Regions from separate parts of the Xenopus tropicalis genome. Here region 2 is linked to region 1. Evidence: chromatin contacts called from public Hi-C data. All regions are on one chromosome and are shown on one strand. The core of a region is the stretch at or near the end of the contact, and the rest is flanking DNA. Distances in the headings are between cores, read along the strand shown. Region 1 has its middle 18 kb from the start of krt17. Region 2 holds the start of krt12.3 (keratin 12, gene 3).

Region 1 (5,834 bases), core at 2,328-4,827:
GAAAAATTCCAAACTGAAGAGCTGCTGAACAAGTAGTAAAATAATTTAAAAAAACACAAATAGACCAACTGCAAATTGTCTCAGAATATTACTCTCTACACCATACTAAAAGTTAAATCAAAGGTGAACAACCCCTTTTTATTTATAAAAAAAAAAATACAGTATGCAGGCTAATGCTGCTGGGTAAATTTAAGTAGTGACCCATGTAATTCACCTAAAACACTAGAACCCACAGGCAAGGAAGACAGTATAAATACACTGAGGCTTATTGAAGATCAAACCTTTTCCAGGAGCGCCCTCTGCTGGGGATTATGGGATTCATTTCTTGCCAAGGGATGTTACAGTTCTCCGTTTCCCCAATAGGTGGCAGCGACGAGTCATATTCCATAAGGAGCAGGGATTTGTTTTTTGTAACATGCCCATAGTAAGTGCTTAGCCATCATTTCTCTATCTGGTGTTAGATTCCTATAGCTCAATAGAAACCAGTCGCACAAGGAGTGTCGTATCTGTTACATTCAGCAAAGTATTGTCATTCTGAGCAGCTATTTCCAGCCCAGGGGACTACACTGGCCTTTTGGATTAATTCCTACAATATAAGTGTGGGTTCCGTAGCTCTGGTATTAATCTTTCACACTAATATCTATACAGAATCATCTAATATTAGGACTCATCAAAGGGGTAATTCACCGTTAAATTACATTTTAGGGGGTGATGTAATAAAAGCCAATACGTTTGCCCAGGAGCAGTAACCCATAGCAACCAATCAGCTGGAAGCATTTACTGGTCACCTGTTTAAAAGTCTTTTTGGTTGCCATGGGTTACTAGGCAAACTTAGTGCCTTTTACATAGTATGTTATAGAATGGCCAATTCAAAGCAACTTTTCAATTAGTCTTTATATTTTATCGTTTTTGAATTATTAACCTTCTTCTTTTGATTCTTTCCAGGTTTCAAATGGGGGTCACTGACCCCGGCAGCCGAAAAACTATTGTTCTCTGAGGCTCCAGTTTTATTGTTATTGTTACTGTTACTTACTTAGCTTTGTATCCAGTCCCTCTCCTATTCATATTCCAGTCTCTTATTCAAACTACTCCCTGGTTGCTAAGGTAATTTTGACCCTAGCAACCTGATAGCTGCTGAAATTCCAAACTAGAGAGCTGCTACATACAAAGCTAAATAATATAAAAAAAGAACACATATAATGAAAAAAGTGTTAACACTAAGGTGAACACTAGGGGGCCTGGTGAGAACTGGGTTCACTGATGCACTGAAGGGGGCAGGTCAGGTGGGTTGGGGTTGTATCTTATGAAATGGGCAGCAAAATGGCCAAGATTTACCAAATAAATGAGGGGGGATAATAATTGGTGTCTTCCAGTTGGGGTTGAACACCACCACAAGGGGGCAGTAGGTGGCAGGTAGGGTAAGGAGGTGGATCAAGCCTGGTTTAGCACTGACAAGGGGCTAGGGGGCAGCAGGCCCCGACTGGCAAACTGGCAAATGCCAAAGGGGCTGCTGTAAGATGCCATAGACAGCCTCGACCAATCCCGCAGGCTCAATAAATAGTGACATAATCCCATAATATATAATTATATAACCTTATATTATCAATTACATTCAGAGAGAAAAGATGCCCAGGGCACTGATACAATTCCTATACAGGAACACATTGTTGTCCCCTTGATTAATTTTATTGGCTCTTCTGTTCTTTTTTGGTCTTCACAAGACATTAGCGGGGTTATATAAAAAAAAAGGCACTAGGTTTGCCCAGGAGCAGTAACCCATAGCAACCAATCCGCAGGTAGCATTTACTGGACACCTGTTTAAAAGCAAACCTCTTATTGGTTGCTATGGGTTACTGCTCCTGGGCAAACTTAGTGCCTTTTATTACATATGGGGGTAAGTCTTAGAATTATCTCTGTCTGTATCAGAGATGTCTGTCCGTCAGTACTGTCATTGTGCTTGGAATCATTCACATCCATCCATGATCCATGGAGCTTACAATCTAACCTGCCTGATGATGGGAGCCCAGTGCAGAGTGCAAACATTGCATTTTCTCTAAATCTCTGCATGGTAACTGGGCTGAATCCCTTATAAGACAGATGCAGGGCCAGACTGGGCTGTGTCAGACCCCCAGGGGCTACTACACTGGGGCCCCTGCTTGCCCACGCAGCCCCGAACTGATATTAGGGCTCATTAATACAACACTAAGGGCCACATACTCAAGCCCCTTATTGCGCTTATTTACGGAGCACTTTCGGCAGCGGATGTAAGTGATCGCTGCACTGGTGATGAGCGGATCGAGAAAAACTTGGCCGGCAACCAACCCTAACCCACCCCTCCCAGGGGTCCTGGCCCCCAGAGGTGGCCAAGTTGATGCCGATTTTGATGCCGATTTTTTAATTGGAATTTCGGCTCTTCTAGAGAGTGTTTCTGCACTTTCTGCACTAGAAGAGCCAAAATTCTGATTTAAAAATCAGAATTTCGGCTCTTTAATTTACCAGGAGGGGCTCTTTGCCGCACTTTGTTACTTGTCCGGTGTCTCAAACTCATGGCAGCAGCACCCCTGCCCCCTCCCAACCCAAACTATACCCAACCCAAACTATACCCAACCCAAACTCTGCCCAACCTGGCTTCTCCTCTCTATTTATAGACCTATATATACATATATATACACCTATAAATCCAGAGGCACAAGCTGCCAGTATAAGGTCCCGGGCAGGGAGAGCAGGCACAAAAGCTTAACCCAAACCCGCCCATGACCAGCCAAGGTCGGCCCGAACCCACCCAACCTGTGGGTAATTGGGCCGGCCCGCACTGGCCTGCACCTTGTGGCCAAAGCCATTGCAAGAAGAAAATTGATTTTGAACAGCACCGCACCTATGTATTTAAAATGCCTTTATTGCACACTATAGGGCATTACAGCCCTTAAATCCATTGCAAAATACAAAGCAAAGTCCTGTGGATGCAATGTACCCAACGCCTGCCATAGGGATTAAGGAGGCAGTAAATTTGGGGGCAGATAGGGCACCCTATGCACCTCTGGCCCACCCACATGAATACAGTGCTGCCAAGCAGGTCATTGGCACTTGCACCAGGCTCCTTGGCAAAATGATGATCGTCTATGGCTGAAATGTACTTGGGCCGTGGGCCACCTTCCCCCTAGCAAATATAAATATTATTATTCCCCCCCCACCCACTGTCAATGGCTTCCGGCCAGGGCTGGGAAGCAGCAAGAGGAAAGCGTCTGGGTTTGAATACTTGTAAATGGCACAGATATTCGACTGCAAAGTCAGTTCTGGGGCAACTAGAGCCATTACGGCACCCAAGGGGGCAGAGAGAGAATGAAGTGATGCCCAAACCCCTGCCCCAGTTTTTGCTGATGGGATACTAAACCTAGTGGGATGCACAGTTGCACTGTACTGGGGGTGACTTGGGGGATTATTGGGGGGCTCAGCAACCTTGTAGTGTATATGGGCAGTTCCCGGCCTGTATCGGCACAGCAGAGCGTATAGGTGGGAACAGACAGGTCTGTGCAATGTTGCAGCGCTGGGTGTGCCAGGAATGTGGCCGCTCGGCTCGGGCAGGCACCGGCAGGCTGTAATTATCATGTCTGACATAGTGACACCCCAGCCCCAGGGAGAAGGAGGGGAAGGAGTAGGGCAGGTTCCAGCCTGAATATAACCGTGTTATGCTCTGTATTCAAGGTCTCGGGGGGTCTGCTCTGTGTAAATGGCAGCTCTATAAAGGGGTCCTCATCAAACCCCCATGCATGCACATATACAGATCTTGTGGGGCCTTTAATAAGTTACATGTATAAGCAGCGCCTTCTAACATAACAACCAATCAGAATTTAGCTTTGATCGGTCGAGTCCAGTTATGGTAATAAAAGTATCTGATTGGTACTGATTGGCCCTTGCACTGGTGCAAATGTTTTTTAGCAGACTATGGAGTTATCTTATGGAGATCCAAATTATGGAAAGATTCCCTTATACAGAAAATCTCAGGTTCCAAACCTTCTGAATAACAGGTCCCATTCCTGTGTATACATAGAGAGAGAGACAGACAGACAGACAGACAGAAAGAGACAACAACAAGAGCCCCTCTGCACTCGCACTCTTGCCGAGCAATGCCCTCCCCTTTAAGCAAAACAGGGATTGTTTGTCCCTATATTGCAATACATTCAAGCTGGGCAACTACATAACACTCACCCTAAACTCACTCACCCCCGGTCTGGCCTGTCCTACACTCACTCACCCCCAGTCTGGCCTGTCCTACACTCACTCACCCCCAGTCTGGCCAGTCCTACACTCACTCACCCCCGGTCTGGCCTGTCCTACCCTCACTCACCCCCGGTCTGGCCAGTCCTACACTCACTCACCCTCGGTCTGGCCAGTCCTACACTCACTCACCCCCGGTCTGGCCAGTCCTACACTCACTCACCCCCGGTCTGGCCAGTCCTACACTCACTCACCCCCGGTCTGGCCTGTCCTACACTCACTCACCCCCGGTCTGGCCCTGTCCTACACTCACTCACCCCCGGTCTGGCCAGTCCTACACTCACTCACCCCCGATCTGGCCAGTCCTACACTCACTCACCCCCGATCTGGCCAGTCCTACACTCACTCACCCCCAGTCTGGCCAGTCCTACCCTCACTCACCCCCGGTCTGGCCAGTCCTACACTCACTCACCCCCGGTCTGGCCTGTCCTACACTCACCCCCCGGTCTGGCCTGTCCTACACTCACTTACCCCCGGTCTGGCCAGTCCTACACTCACTCACCCCCGGTCTGGCCAGTCCTACACTCACTCACCCCCGGTCTGGCCAGTCCTACACTCACTCACCCCCGGTCTGGCCAGTCCTACACTCACTCACCCCTGGTCTGGCCCGTCCTACACTCACTCACCCCCAGTCTGGCCTGTCCTACACTCACTCACCCCCGGTCTGGCCTGTCCTACACTCACTCTCCCCCAGTCTGGCCCGTCCTGCACTCACTCACCCCGGTCTGGCCCGTCCTACACTCACTCACCCCCGGTCTGGCCCGTCCTACACTCACTCACCCACCAGTCTGGCCAGTCCTACACTCACTCACCCCTGGTCTGGCCTGTCCTACACTCACTCACCCCCAGTCTGGCCTGTCCTACACTCACTCACCCCCGGTCTGGCCTGTCCTACACTCACTCACCCCCAGTCTGGCCAGTCCTACACTCACTCACCCCCGGTCTGGCCTGTCCTACACTCACTCACCCCGGTCTGGCCTGTCCTACACTCACTCACCCCCGGTCTGGCCAGTCCTACACTCACTCACCCCTGGTCTGGCCTGTCCTACACTCACTCACCCCCTGTCTGGCCAGTCCTACACTCACTCACCCCCAGTCTGGCCTGTCCTACACTCACTCACCCCCAGTCTGGCCTGTCCTACACTCACTCACCCCCGGTCTGGCCAGTCCTACACCCACTCACCCCCAGTCTGGCCAGTCCTACACTCACTCACCCCTGGTCTGGCCTGTCCTACACTCACCCCCAGTCTGGCCTGTCCTACACTCACTCACCCCCCGGTCTGGCCAGTCCTACACTCACTCACCCTCGGTCTGGCCAGTCCTACACTCACTCACCCCCCGGTCTGGCCAGTCCTACACTCACTCACCCCCGGTCTGGCCTGTCCTACACTCACTCACCCCCAGTCTGGCCAGTCCTACACTCACTCACCCCTGGTCTGGCCTGTCCTACACTCACCCCCAGTCTGGCCTGTCCTACACTCACTCACCCCCCGGTCTGGCCAGTCCTACACTCACTCACCCCCGGTCTGGCCTGTCCTACACTCACTCACCCCCGGTCT
Region 2 (5,834 bases), core at 846-3,345, 410 kb before region 1:
TGTGATAGGGACCTTAGATTGTAAGCTCACTGGGGCAGGGACTGATGGGAATGTGATAGGGACCTTAGATTGTAAGCTCCACTGGGGCAGGGACTGATGGGAATGTGATCGGGACCTTAGATTGTAAGCTCCACTGGGGCAGGGATTGATGGGAATGGGATAGGGACCTTAGATTGTAAGCTCACTGGGGCAGGGACTGATGGGAATGGGATAGGGACCTTAGATTGTAAGCTCACTGGGGCAGGGATTGATGGGAATGGGATAGGGACCTTAGATTGTAAGCTCACTGGGGCAGGGACTGATGGGAATGTGATCGGGACCTTAGATTGTAAGCTCACTGGGGCAGGGATTGATGGGAATGTGATAGGGACCTTAGATTGTAAGCTCACTGGGGCAGGGACTGATGGGAATGGGATAGGGACCTTAGATTGTAAGCTCCACTGGGGCAGGGACTGATGGGAATGTGATAGGGACCTTAGATTGGGGCAGTAGGCATTATGCGTGGCTGTTTTGTGGTTTCAATGTGATAGGGACCTTAGATTGTAAGCTCACTGGGGCAGGGACTGATGGGAATGTGATAGGGACCTTAGATTGTAAGCTCCACTGGGGCAGGGACTGATGGGAATGTGATCGGGACCTTAGATTGTAAGCTCACTGGGGCAGGGACTGATGGGAATGTGATCGGGACCTTAGATTGTAAGCTCACTGGGGCAGGGACTGATGGGAATGTGATAGGGACCTTAGATTGGGGCAGTAGGCATTATGCGTGGCTGTTTTGTGGTTTCTTCCAGTTACACCAGTTTGTTCCCACACTACAAAAGCTCAAATCAGGGTAATTGGCTCCTGATAAGATGTTATAGGAACTTTATATTGTAAATTCCACTGGAGCTGGAAAGAACTAATGACTGGGGCTACAAAAAGGATGAGAATAATGTTACAGATAATTAGTAGCAGCTACTCCTAAATGCATGTTAGGGTTATATGGGTTATATGACCGTTATTTAGGTATAAACAACACCCCTATGAATAGCCGAGGATTTACAATTCAAAGAACAATGGAGGACCTTTTTGGCCACGCCCTCACCCTGCTCTACTTGGAGAAACCACACCCGAGTTTTGCTGATATTTTATTATTAAATTGTTTTGAACTTACTTAAGTCTGAAGTCGTCAGCAGCCAGTCTGGCGTTGTCGATTTGCAGGGTCACTGTAGCGTTATCAACAGTTGCACCGTGGATCTAGAAAACATTAAGAAGAAGATTTTAGACTTTTTTTGCTCCCAATGTGCATTCTGTATATCTGTTGGTACATAGGGCTATATCCCCACCCATGCCTTGGGCAGGCAACGGTTTAGACTATGGGCGTGTCTAAATAACTAAGTGGGACGGACAACTTGCCAGTATCACACAGACATCAATAGTTTCTCTTAGTTAATGTAACTGAGGCTATTAATTCAATTAAGGCCTGATTTTCAACAAACATTTACAACCGTTATTGTCCATTTATCAATACAGTGACATGTTGAAACGTGTGTAAATTAGTTGATATAAATGGATAAAACCAAAACTCTCCGGCCATAAATTAAGAATCTAAAATGAATGAAATATTCTGTTCAAACCTAAATATATTGGGAAGATGGCGTAGTTAAGGTTTCAAAAAGATTAAAAAAAGACCTACCTTGCCCCTCAGCTCACTGATGATCTCAAAATATTTGCTGTAGTCTTTAGACCCAGCTCCAAGGCCGGTGCCTGTTTGCTTCTCGTGCCAAGTGCGGATCTTCCCTTCCAGGTCGGCATTGGAGGCTTCCAGGGCTCTGACCTTCTCCAGGTAGGAAGCAAGGCGGTCATTGAGGTTCTGCATGGCGTGCTTTTCATTTCCACCGAAGTTGCTTAAGCTGGAGCTGGCTGCCGCCGCCATGGCAAAGTTACCCCCAGAGGATGAGAAGCCAGAGCCTGCACCGCTGCCAAAGCCTCCTCCAAAGCCGCTGCCTGCCAAGCTGCTGCCTCCATAGCTGCTGCCTCCAAAGCCACCTTTGCCGGATGAGCTTGAATAGTATGAAGCAGAGCTGGACCTATAGGAAGTCATGATGGCTGTTTATTGGTAGATATTCTCCGACAAGTCAGCTAGGACAAAGCAGAGAGCAAGGATGCAACTTTCTGCTTCCAGACCACGCATATATATACCCCTGCTGGGGTGGGTGGTCCTTTCCCCAACCTGACGGCCTCCAATAAGGAAAATTCTTTTCTTTTTGTCCAGGTCACCAAGCTGATCCAATGCAATTATCCATCTCTCTCAGTTATGTGGCCCCAGGGTGTTTGTTAACTTGGTTACAAACTGGGAGGGGTAAATTCTTGCAGCCCCACTCTCACCTTGCCCCAGGCTTCCTTCTACCAGCTTTTTTTTTTTTCTTCTTCTTCTTTCCGTGATAATTCACTACAATTTATAGGAAACTAAATGAGTGAAATAACATATGATTTTTAATTTTCCCCCCAAAATATTTTCGTTGTCGTATAATAGAAAAAAAAAAACACATTATTTTCAACTTGAGTGTTTTTGAAACTTTAAAGGCACGAGGGAACATGTTAAATTATCTTCAGCAATTTTCCTAATGTCACAGGGGTCAGCGTTAGTTAGAGGTGAGTTATGCAAGGGCAAACAGGTAAGGCCTGAATATCTAGTTAGGGGCCAGTACAGTATAAGCTACACTCATGTCATTATAACCACTTATAGATATCATTCAATCAGCTAATGTTCTCTTTGTCATAATGGAGCTGTTACATTAATCGGAACAGTTCCCTATGTAATATCAAACATGGAATATCTGCCATAGTGTGATAGGGACCTTAGATTGTAAGCTCACTGGGGCAGGGACTGATTGGATTGTGATAGGGACCTTAGATTGTAAGCTCACTGGGGCAGGGACTGATGGGAATGTGATAGGGACCTTAGATTGTAAGCTCACTGGGGCAGGGACTGATGGGAATGTGATAGAGACCTTAGACTGTAAGCTCACTGGGGCAGGGACTGATGGGAATGGGATAGGGACCTTAGATTGTAAGCTCACTAAGGCAGGGCCTGATGGGAATGTGATAGGAACCTTAGATTGTAAGCTCACTGGGGCAGGGACTGATGGGAATGTGATAGGGACCTTAGATTGTAAGCTCACTGGGGCAGGGGCTGATGGGAATGGGATAGGGACCTTAGATTGTAAGCTCACTGGGGCAGGGACTGATAGGAATGATGTCAATAATTACAACAATATTTTTAAAGTACTATATTACACTCCCTTTGGGCTGGAGAGCCCCAATTCCAGTTGGCCACAGTCCTGTAGTTTAGGCAACCCCTTGCTAATTACAAGCAAGGGGTTGCTAATTACAAGTGTCCTGCATCCATGGTTTTGCCCCATTCAAGAGAACCCTGTACTTACACCGACCATTGGCCAGGTATAAAGCCTCGGCTTCCCTTTCATGTTGGCTCAGACAGTACTCTGGCCAAGTACTCTAGGCTCCATTTTAAAAAGGATTCCATTTTCTCTGTAATAATAAAACAGTACCTGTACTTGATCCCAACTAAGATATAATTACCCCTTATTGGGGCAGAACAGCCCTATTGGGTTTATTTAATGGTTAAATGATTCCCTTTTCTCTGTAATAATAAAACAGTACCTGTACTTGATCCCAACTAAGATATAATTACCCCTTATTGGGGGCAGAACAGCCCTATTGGGTTTAATGTATAGTATGAAGATCCAGATTACGGAAAATTCCAGGTACCGAGCATTCTGGAACGCAGGCCCCACAACTGTATTTAGATAATTAACAGTAGTGATTAGTGACAATAAATCAATTTTATAGTCCAGTCAAACTGCAGTAATTAATTAAATGAATGGAATTAGGTTAGATAAAACTCATCACAATTATGTGAAGGAGGCCAGGGTGCTGCAGAACTTGCTCCAGTTGGACAGGTTGATCCAGGCCTGGGGGGGGGGGCAGTAATTAAAAGAATACAGAGCAGCATTCCTCTTCCAAATTTGTGAATTGTTTGTAAAAAAAAAAAAAGTGTGAGTGGCGGCTGTGACTTATCAGAAATTAGTGCTGTCAGTCAAGCTTGACAGTTTGGCAGGAAAGTTCTAACAAATTCAGATTCAACAGAATAACAGGCTTGTTGCACTGTGTTTGGGGCTGATGGATATATAGTATCACAGCCCTATTGCCTGGTATATTGGTATATATTGTATATAATAAAATATTATTCTCTGGAAATGGGGTCTTTCCGTAATTTGGATCTGCATACCTTAAGTCTACTAAAAAAAATCATCTAAACATGAAATAAACCCAATAGGAATATTCTGCCCCAAATAAGGGGTAATTATATCTTAGTTGGGATCAAGTACAGGTACTGTTTTATTATTACAGAGAAAAGGGAATCATTTAACCATGAAATAAACCCAATAGGGCTGTTCTGCCCCCAATAAGGGGTAATTATATCTTAGTTGGGATCAAGTACAGGTACTGTTTTATTATTACAGAGAAAAGGGAATCATTTAACCATTAAATAAACCCAATAGGGCTGTTCTGCCCCAATAAGGGGTAATTATATCTTAGTTGGGATCAAGTACAGGTACTGGTTTTTTATTACAGAGAAAAGGGAATCATTTAACCATTAAATAAACCCAATAGGGCTGTTCTGCCCCAATAAGGGGTAATTATATCTTAGTTGGGATCAAGTACAGGTACTGGTTTTTTATTACAGAGAAAAGGGAAGATACAAATTACAGAAAGACCCCCCCCCTTTTTTTTTTTTTTTTTTTTTTTAATTATGTCACTTTGTTTTGGAACTGTTGTTTGATTATGATCTGGTCACCTAGAAACCAGGCAATGGTTTGACTGACAGACTGCAAGATAAGCAGGAGAAAGTTCTGATGTACAGAAACCAAGTAGCCGCCTCAGGATGAATCTGCTTTCTGCTTGACGGGTTCAGGGAAAACTCAGAGCGAAGATGCAAATACCACAAAATAAAAATATGAAGACAAACTGCCTGAAAAATAATATTAATTTATTTTGTATAGTTTTTAAATTATTTGCCTTCCTCTTCTGCCTTCTTTCCAGCTTCCAAATGGGGGTCGCTGACCCCGGAAACCAATAAACTATTGCCCTGTGAGGCTTCGGTTTCATGGTTATTGTAATCATTTCTATTCAGGTGCTCTCCTAAATATTTAAGTCTTTCATTTAAACCACCCCCTGGTTGCCAAGACAATTTGAACCCTAGCAACCAGATAACTGCAGAATAAAAGTGAAATAATTGCAAAACCGCAAAATAAAAATTGAAGACCAACTGCAAATTGTCTCAAAAATGGATCCATGCTGTAAACTCAACAGACACAAATTTGAAGGCGGCCTGACCTAAAGACCTGCAGCAGGTCAGTTACCCTTCAAATACCGACAAAGTGCTTGTGTTTTGAGTACAAAAGTTCCAGATTCACCAACTGGGCGGGCCATGGGTACCTTGCCTGGGTATCTGGGTCAGCTTCGGGTCTTTGCTGCCCATCCCACCCACCCAAGAATTAAGCAATTTTTAACCTTTACTTGGTTGACCCGGCTCGGGAGTGATATCACTTCCAGTCTAGAGAGTAAACCATAGGTGGGTAGGGGGCATAGTGAGGTGGCGGGTCAGGTTGCAGTTCTAGGCTGGCAGCTCTGCCCAACTGGACCTCTGCAGGATTCTACCATGACCAGGGTCAGATAAGAGGGTGCACGGCCCACCGGGGCTGCCAATGCAGGAGCCCCACACACCTTCCCCCACCAAGGGACCCCTGCCATGGTCCCTGCACCCTCTG

The links. Hi-C and Micro-C count contacts between places; a contact is called where the count stands out from the background.
Region 2: a Hi-C map of neurula embryo shows a contact between it and region 1, with 2.9 times the contacts expected there. The contact joins the promoter of krt12.3 here to the enhancer-like site in region 1. A contact is called at or near these places in 2 of 5 Hi-C or Micro-C datasets (brain and neurula embryo).

What each region holds. Positions count from the first base shown.
Region 1 is chr10:7,603,339-7,609,172 of UCB_Xtro_10.0, reverse strand. No RefSeq gene overlaps it. Among named protein-coding and RNA genes, the nearest start is that of krt17, 18 kb to the left of the region's middle. Within about 2 kb of position 3,577, at least 5 of the 11 cell types and tissues checked have an H3K27ac peak or open chromatin away from gene starts, as enhancers often do. A contact at or near this core is called in neurula embryo, where this site is marked.
Region 2 is chr10:8,015,973-8,021,806 of UCB_Xtro_10.0, reverse strand. It overlaps krt12.3 (keratin 12, gene 3), which reads right to left and starts at 2,095. Exons shown (of 8, transcript NM_001016659.2): 1 at 1,676-2,095; 2 at 1,154-1,236. The coding sequence starts at 2,083.